Regions from separate parts of the Danio rerio genome. Here regions 2 and 3 are each linked to region 1. Evidence: chromatin contacts called from public Micro-C data. All regions are on one chromosome and are shown on one strand. Each heading gives the region's core, a stretch centred on a gene start, on an enhancer-like site or on the middle of the called end of the contact. The rest is flanking DNA. Distances are from core to core; before and after follow the strand shown.

The links. Hi-C and Micro-C count contacts between places; a contact is called where the count stands out from the background.
Region 2: a contact with region 1 is called in a Micro-C map of caudal fin, with 4 times the contacts expected there. The contact joins two enhancer-like sites. A contact is called at or near these places in 1 of 18 Hi-C or Micro-C datasets (caudal fin) and 2 of 4 datasets of contacts at active chromatin or transcription factors (caudal fin and gastrula embryo).
Region 3: a Micro-C map of caudal fin shows a contact between it and region 1, with 4 times the contacts expected there. The contact joins two enhancer-like sites. A contact is called at or near these places in 2 of 18 Hi-C or Micro-C datasets (caudal fin and hematopoietic stem cells) and 1 of 4 datasets of contacts at active chromatin or transcription factors (caudal fin).

What each region holds. Positions count from the first base shown.
Region 1 is chr12:36,370,043-36,372,611 of GRCz12tu, reverse strand. The region is part of intron 2 of LOC103911938 (a long non-coding RNA gene); the gene reads right to left. Among named protein-coding and RNA genes, the nearest start is that of fscn2b, 5.0 kb to the right of the region's middle. Within about 2 kb of position 1,276, at least 6 of the 62 cell types and tissues checked have an H3K27ac peak or open chromatin away from gene starts, as enhancers often do. A contact at or near this core is called in caudal fin, where this site is marked.
Region 2 is chr12:36,560,670-36,563,238 of GRCz12tu, reverse strand. All of the region lies in intron 2 of bahcc1b (BAH domain and coiled-coil containing 1b), which reads left to right. Among named protein-coding and RNA genes, the nearest start is that of bahcc1b, 110 kb to the left of the region's middle. Within about 2 kb of position 1,283, at least 5 of the 62 cell types and tissues checked have an H3K27ac peak or open chromatin away from gene starts, as enhancers often do. A contact at or near this core is called in caudal fin, where this site is marked.
Region 3 is chr12:36,537,121-36,539,689 of GRCz12tu, reverse strand. All of the region lies in intron 3 of bahcc1b (BAH domain and coiled-coil containing 1b), which reads left to right. Among named protein-coding and RNA genes, the nearest start is that of bahcc1b, 130 kb to the left of the region's middle. Within about 2 kb of position 1,274, at least 17 of the 62 cell types and tissues checked have an H3K27ac peak or open chromatin away from gene starts, as enhancers often do. A contact at or near this core is called in caudal fin, where this site is marked.

The sequences.
Region 1 (2,569 bases), core at 27-2,526:
CGAGATTGAAAACAAATAAAAGTGATTCTCTTGTAAATTGTAATGATTCCAATGCGAACAATACCTCATTTCAGCCAAGTGCATAAAAAGGGATGGTTACATCTTCACTGAAATAAAATATTGTTGTTTTAATGACAGGATATAAGTTTACAAAACCAAAGGGCGCAGAATTCACAGTTGAGGAGATGAGGGTGGGAAAAAATGAGTATGGGGTGCAGAAAGGGCGACGAGCAGCAGAGAAGAAGGGGAAGAAAAGATCACAGGTTGAGGGGAGTGCGGGAGACGGGATAAAAATGAAAGGGATGATGAAGAGGCCGGGTAGAGTGAAGAAGGAGAGCTAGAAAGAGGAGTGTTACATATATTGGTGGTAGTGGGGATGGCAGGATTGCTCCCAACCGAGCAGGGGAATAGCAGCATTGCAGTTAATAGGGTAGAAAAAGCTGGGGGGCTGTTAACTCTGAAATGTTCATTTTTAAACTCAAGCTTTCCCCCCCTCCTCCTTCCACCACCCTCCTTTTCTCTCTCTCTCTCTCTCTCTTCCTGACAATCGCGCTCCCTCCCCAGGCTGCGTAGTAATGATAGCTATTTGACTGCCATCAGAGGAGCTGGGTAATGGTCTCTAAAGAACCATTTCAGACTCAACCTGGCAGCGCTGGCCTCCCAAAAACATCTGCTTGCCTATCAAGAGGTACCACCGCACCAGACACATTACACACACGTAAGCACACTCATGCACACACTCATGCATGGACACGTACAATACTGTGCTGCATAGAGTCATTCCTGACTTAGGTAATGGACCACGGGAATACACTTGTGAGCTGAATACCAACAAAACTAAAAGAGGCGGTAATGGTGTTGTTTTGCTTAGGGTAGATGTTTCGAATGGGGACTGGGGGATGGAATTATAATAACGTCAAACAAATTTTGCAGTAATTAAATGTGGAAATGACAAAAACGGATCCAGACAATGACTTCAGGGATTAGTAACTTGACAGTTCAGGTGTATGTGTGATTTATCTTTAATATGTTATTTACTTCATGTTCTCGTTTCCACCATGACTTCCCAAAATGCAAAATATGTTGCATTATTCTTTGTTGTACATACTGTGGTTAATTTTTATAAGATTATATTGACCCCAGGGACATTGCAAGGAAAGACAACCAGTCATTAGTGTGAAATATTTCAGGTAACTAAGCAAAACCTTACAATGGCAAACATTCCTTGTGGCAGTTTTAACATTTTCTTGTAAATGTATGCTACTTTGCCTCCCTCTGGTGGCACAGTCCAGTACTATCTTTTCATCCAAAAAGTTTTCTATGGATAGATACATTGGAGCACCAACTTACCATACTTGTCTAACATTGATTTGTATGTTTGTTTAACCAAATATTAAAGTAATTGGAAATATGAAAACAGCTATATTTCATGTATTCATTCTGAAAAGGATATGGCTGATGATGTAATAGAGCTTCTGCGCCACTGTATTTGCAGTCAGGAGAATTAACCTGGCTCACAGGTCATGATAGCTTTTCTCTTTGAAAGAGCAAAGCTCCAAACTGTCAGTCAGGCTGTTGAGGGGATTACTTGCTATTGACAAGGTCTCTGCGCCCATTGAAAAAAAGCCTAAGTGTAGAGAGATGTGATTATGACCAACAAGGTCAAAGATGTTTCCCAGCATTACAGATTTTTAATAATATAAAAACAGTTGTTAAGTTTGTTAATATTTTATTCTGAAATTAATGGGGTGTTACGTTCAGTTTGATAAAGTAACAAATAACAAATACTCAAGCGACTGTAATTAAGTAGATTTTCTCAGGAATTGTAATTTACTAAGTAGATTTAAAAATGTTTACTTTTACTTTTCCTTGAGTACATTTTAGTGATGTATCGGTACTTTTACTCCACTATTTTCTTTCAACCTGCAGTCACTACTTTATTTTTTCTTGTCTATGGGGATTAGAAAAATCAGTCCTGTGATTCTAATCCGATCAAATCACACATTAATTGTAAATCGCCTCATTATATACTACCTCAAGACATGGGCGATTTTTAATTGCAGCAAACTGTTTGGAAGCATTAACCATTTAATGCACAAGTAATAAAATAAATATAGAAAAAAAACTTAAGGCTGCGTCCGAAACCGCCTACTACTCAGTAGGTACTGCATTTGAATTTAAACATACTACTCGGCCGTTAGAAAAGTACATTCTATACAGTATGAATGTGAAAAGTATGAATGGAATTCGGACGTACTACATCCGCCATTTTGTCATGGTCACGTGACCTACCTGCGTCAGTTGCGTCGCTTTACTTCCATTCATGAATTCGCTCGCGGGGCATCATGGGATAGCGCAGCATGCATGGGATGCGCACTCCGGAATCTCGCCGGAAGTAGTAAGTCATCCGGGTACTTCTCGCATACTGATTTTCGAATTCTATGAATTCGGACATACTACTCGGCTCGCATACTGATTTTGGCGTACTATATAGTATGGAAGTATGCGGTTTCGGACGCAGCCTAAGGGTGCTTTCACACCTACACTTTTGTTTCGGAACGTATCTCGT
Region 2 (2,569 bases), core at 34-2,533, 190 kb before region 1:
TCCAAATATATAATGTAATTGTAAGCTTGGCTAACAGTTTTGAAGAATTTAATGTTTTTCCATTCAGACAGAATGCCTGAGCATACTGCCTGAGAGGCGTTTCAAAGATGGCCACAGAGTGAAATGACTTGCCTCAAAGGGACTTTGATATTATACAATAAGTATAACTATATTTTGTAAATGTCACTTCGATTCTTATATTTACAACAGCATATGGCACAGTATGACTTTATATCTCACGACTGCAGTATATTTTTATGGATGTGTGACTTCATTATGACTGTATAAGCTATAATATGACTTATATCTCACAATGTATGTTTATTATATCCTGCTTATTTAAAAGTATGTATTACAAAGGGCTTTTATACGTTATCTTTTTATTTTTAATCCAAGTAAATAATCTTTTATAGATTGGACAGAGAGGGTGTGAAGGAGAAAAGCTTAGGAAAATGGCTCAAGTCTGATATGAAAAAGACCTTGACTTTAATGGCCGAGGTTTAAAAATACTAGTTTAGAAACCTGGTGAACACAGCATCACAAATACCACATATGCTGGCCATTTTAACAGCGGTAGGTAAGCATGACTAGCATGAGAGCAGAGAAGACGGCTTTGCCCCTCCTGACCCAGTGTTCCTTCCATGCAATGGTTAGAAATGAAGGACTTTATTGCTGTCTGTGCAAACTCATTTTTGGACAACACTCTGTCTGTGTTGTCCTATCTGCGAACCCTGAGTTGACCCAGACTGCCATGTTTGCGTTGTAAAGCACTTTGTGTGTGTGTGATTTTTATGTGTGTGTGTGTGTGTGTGGGTTTAATGTTTGACCTTGTACTGCTGTTTATTCCCTCTCGCTCTGTTTTGTTCTGAAGGTGGAGTGATTTTTAGAGACCTGCTGATCATAGAGGGGTGTTTTGACACCCAGGGGGTTGATTCAAACATTCATACATGGAAATGGAAGGGCGGCGGTGCCAGCGGGGAGCTGTGTGTGTGTTGTGTCCTGGAGTGTGTGTGCGTCTGCTCATCACCGCTATTGTTTTGTCTGCTCTGTTTGACTCTCTGAGTGCGCTTCCACACACATACGCACTCTTTCAGGATGTGTATCTACAATAGTCTGGGTGTGATTTTTGATTGACAGCCGATGTTTGAATCGACTGGGTTCTTAATAAGGGGGCTGACAAAACCTGTTGTTGATTTAAAGTGATACCCGTGTGAGTGCTAGCTTGTGGAAATGCTTTTAATTGATCCGCAATGGAGACGTAAGAGCTATTTGTCATATTTGAAAATGTGGTTGGACACGTCCACCCGGTTTTCCAAACCGAAATTATATGTAGTCGAAATCCAACATCTGGAGGTGATGAATAGCACCTACTAATTTTTTTTTTTAAAAGAATGACAGCCTTTGAGTTTCACCAATGTTTTGTGGCCATGCCGGCTTATTAATGTTTTGTACTTGTGGTTTTCAGCAGAAAATAAGATCACGAGTTTCTTGCCAGGCCTAAATTGTTCTTGCCAAACACTGTAACCATTTTTCTGAAAATAATCTCAGGCCAGAACTCAAGTTACGTTCACATGTCTGTGCCCTAAAACTGAACGGGCTGTTTTTCAGGTAGCCAGCTAATATGTTTACAGTTGAACTTAATTTAGGTAACGTGATTATCAAGCTGTTGCTCTGCCATGCTTGTAGCTGAGTTGAAAGAGATAGCTTTAAGCCTCAAAATAATAACCGCAAACCCTTTTTTTGTGTTTAGGTTAGCAGTGAATTGAAGTTTGAAATACCTGAGCAGCGGTACTCTGTTTATGAATGTTCTGACACATCCATGTTTAGTTGAAAATGAACCGTAAATAAATGCTGCTCATTTTCCTTTTAATGGATTAGGTCACCTAAAAATGAAAATTTTGTGTTGTTTCAATCCCCTGAGACCTTTGTTCGTCTTTTGAGCACAAATCAAAATATTTTAGATGAAATTCGAGAGCTATCTGACCCTTCTCAAGACCATTGCTGAATATGGAGGGCCAAAGAGCTCTCGGATTTCATCTGTAATATTTTAATTTGTGCTCATAAGATAATATTGTCAAAAGATTTTATGAAAGCTCTTGGGTTCGACTGTAATCATATAAAGCTCCAAGAACACCTGTTTGTGTCAAAAAACAGTAAAAATAATTAAGTCCTCCACATCAAATTAAGGTGCACATTTACTACAGGTAGCATGACAATTGCTTGTTGTGCTTTTTTGGCAACCAAACGTGTTCTTAGAGCTTTGTACGATTACAGTTGAACCACTGAATTTACATGGACATTTTTTGACACTGTTTTTGGTTTCTTTTCTGGACATTGAGCATCGTGGGACAATATTCTTGTTGAATATGGAGGATGAAGGAGCTTCATACATTTCAAAAGACTATTCGAATGACATGAAGGAGAGTAATTAATTACAGAATTGTCATTTTTGTGAAAGCTAACTATTTAATGACTCACTGACCACAAAAATTAATTATTAATAATGATAATTCTTCACATTTATATAGCTCTTTTCTGGACACTGAATGTGCTTAAACACATTTTTGGG
Region 3 (2,569 bases), core at 25-2,524, 170 kb before region 1:
CTATTAGGTTGTCCCTACAAAAAAAATAGAAAAATTAAATAGCAAGAAAATAGAAAGAAAAAGACAAATTGTACAAATTTGTAACAATGTGGCGGAAAGGAAAGGAAAGGAAAGGAAAGGAAAGGAAAGGAAAGGAAAGGAAAGGAAAGGAAAGGAAAGGAAAGGAAAGAAAAGGTAAGGTAAGGTAAGGTAAGGTAAGGTAAGGTAAAACTTTATTGTCCCAGTGGGGAAATTTGTCTTGAGCTCTTGCCCTCAGCTGCAGACATCACATACATAAAAAAACAAAACAAACATACAACAAACCAGATAGGTATATAAATCAATAAATCTATACCCCCATCCCCAAAAAGTTGCATACACTCTCAGAAATAAAGGTACGCGATCTGTCACTGAGGTAAAAGGTAGAACTTTGTACCTAAAAGGTCAACATTAATACCTCAAGGGTACTTATTATTACCTAAAGTACAAAAGTGTTCCTCTTAAAATTTGTAGATAGTAATATATACTTTTGTAAAACCAATATGGACCGTTGAAGTACAAATGTGTACCTTTTGAAAATATACCACCTCAGTGACAACTTGCGTACCTTTATTTTTGAGAGTGTACCCACTTCCATATATACACATAAATAAATAAAAACAGAGATACTCTCAGTCTAAACCACCACTATTTAATAGCTTAACGCTCACCGGATAAAAAGAGTTTTCATATCTGCTTAATCTACAGATATGGTAAAGGTAACAACTCATACTCATTATGTAGAACGTGATAAGTCACACGTGCAATGAGACTAGCATACTTGTTGTTAAAATTTTAACTTCTTTTTGTTTTTATTTTTTTGATTAGCATTTTCCTTTAAAGCTAAAGTGAATCTCTCTCTGTTTATACTTAATATCAAGTTAAAAGCCGCCCGGACACCTGTTTATCCCATCTGTGTGAACCCCTCTGAGGAACATCAGGTTGTGATTGTGCCTGACCAGAGGATGCTAGTGTTTATTCTATCCTTCTTTCACACACACACTCACACAAACGCACACACATTCGTGCCCTCTAAATCCTCTAAACAAGTGTTGTGTGAGGCATTAACCGCACAGCTGAGTGCTTCGCTGGGTGTTAATGTAAAACGCCTGGAGCAGGTAGAAGTGAAGTCAGAACAGCAAAAGCTCTAAGAGTTTATACTTTGAGTGTGCGTAAGGTTTGTGTGCGAGAGAAAAGGAGAGCGAGGGAATTGGCTCAAAGCAACAGAGAGGGGATCACCTTTGAAGTCCCAGCTGGTGGAGGAAGCCAGGCTTGGCTTGGCACGTTGCATGCAGTGACTGCGAATGCGTGTGTGTGTGTGTGTGTGTGTGTTTAGCCTGGGAAAAGACGTGGAGACAGTTTGTATATTTCATAATAAATGAGAGTGTAAGAGGAAAATAATTGGTTACAGTAGCTCATGTACACCCGCTCAAATATATGTTCTCCCCCCCTACACACACACACATACACACACACGCTCTCATACACTCTGTCCAAATGATTGTTTTTAAGGACTGAATCCAGGAAGCCCCAATCGGCAAACTGCCAGCTGGCCAAACTCCAGTGTCGGGCGCTCAGCCAACACACAGATCTGCCACCCGAGACGCTCTCTCTCTCTCTCTCTTTCTCTTTTTCATACGCATACTCTCTTTCTCCCCGTCTCATTGTCCATCTTTCTTTTATCTCTCACTCATTCAATACCTGAGTTCTTTCTCCTTGATGTGCTGAACCACTCTTCCTCTACATTAAGGCTTTTCTTTTTTTGTTGGCCCCTCTATAATTTTCACCTCCGTCCCTTTTAAAACTTTCCTTTAGTCTATTATTTGTTGCTTTTGAGGTTCTAACACCTTCTATTACTATTGATTATCAATAGCTCATCATCTCTCATTACCTCTCTACTATTTATTTTTGCTTCTATTTTTTATAAACACATTTCTGGTTTATTACTGCACTGAATTTCTTATCTTTTACTATCAGTTTTCGTTTTAAAGAGTGAATGTAAATTGTTAAAACAGCTTCCATAGGTTGTCTACAGTGGGGAAAATAAGTTTTGAACATGTTTTTAATGTTTCTAAAGGAGCTGTTGACATGGAATTGTACCAGATTTGTGGAAAAACCCAAACAATACAAACATGCAAATAAAACAAAACAAAAAGATCTGAAAAATGAGATATGTGTAATAATAAGGACATTACACAAGGAGAAAGTACTGAACTACTGAAACATTTATTACTTTGAACAAGAGTTTTTTTTTTTTTTTAAAGCTTAAAGACTTAAACTTAAAGTCACATGAATTGCTCAGGTGAGAGTTTTTCACAGACTTCAACTGAGTGTAAAAACCTTGATGATTCTGTTGGTCTCGTCTATCAAATCTGGATTGAATTCAAGTCAGTTGATTGTCTGGGCCATTCCACAGCTTGATTTTCTTTCTCTGAAACATTTGAGAGTTTTCTTGACGGTGTTTTGGATCGTTGTCTTGTTGAAATGTCCACCCTGGTTTTATCTTCATCATCCTGGTAAAGAATATGTTGGACTGAAGCAGCTAATATTC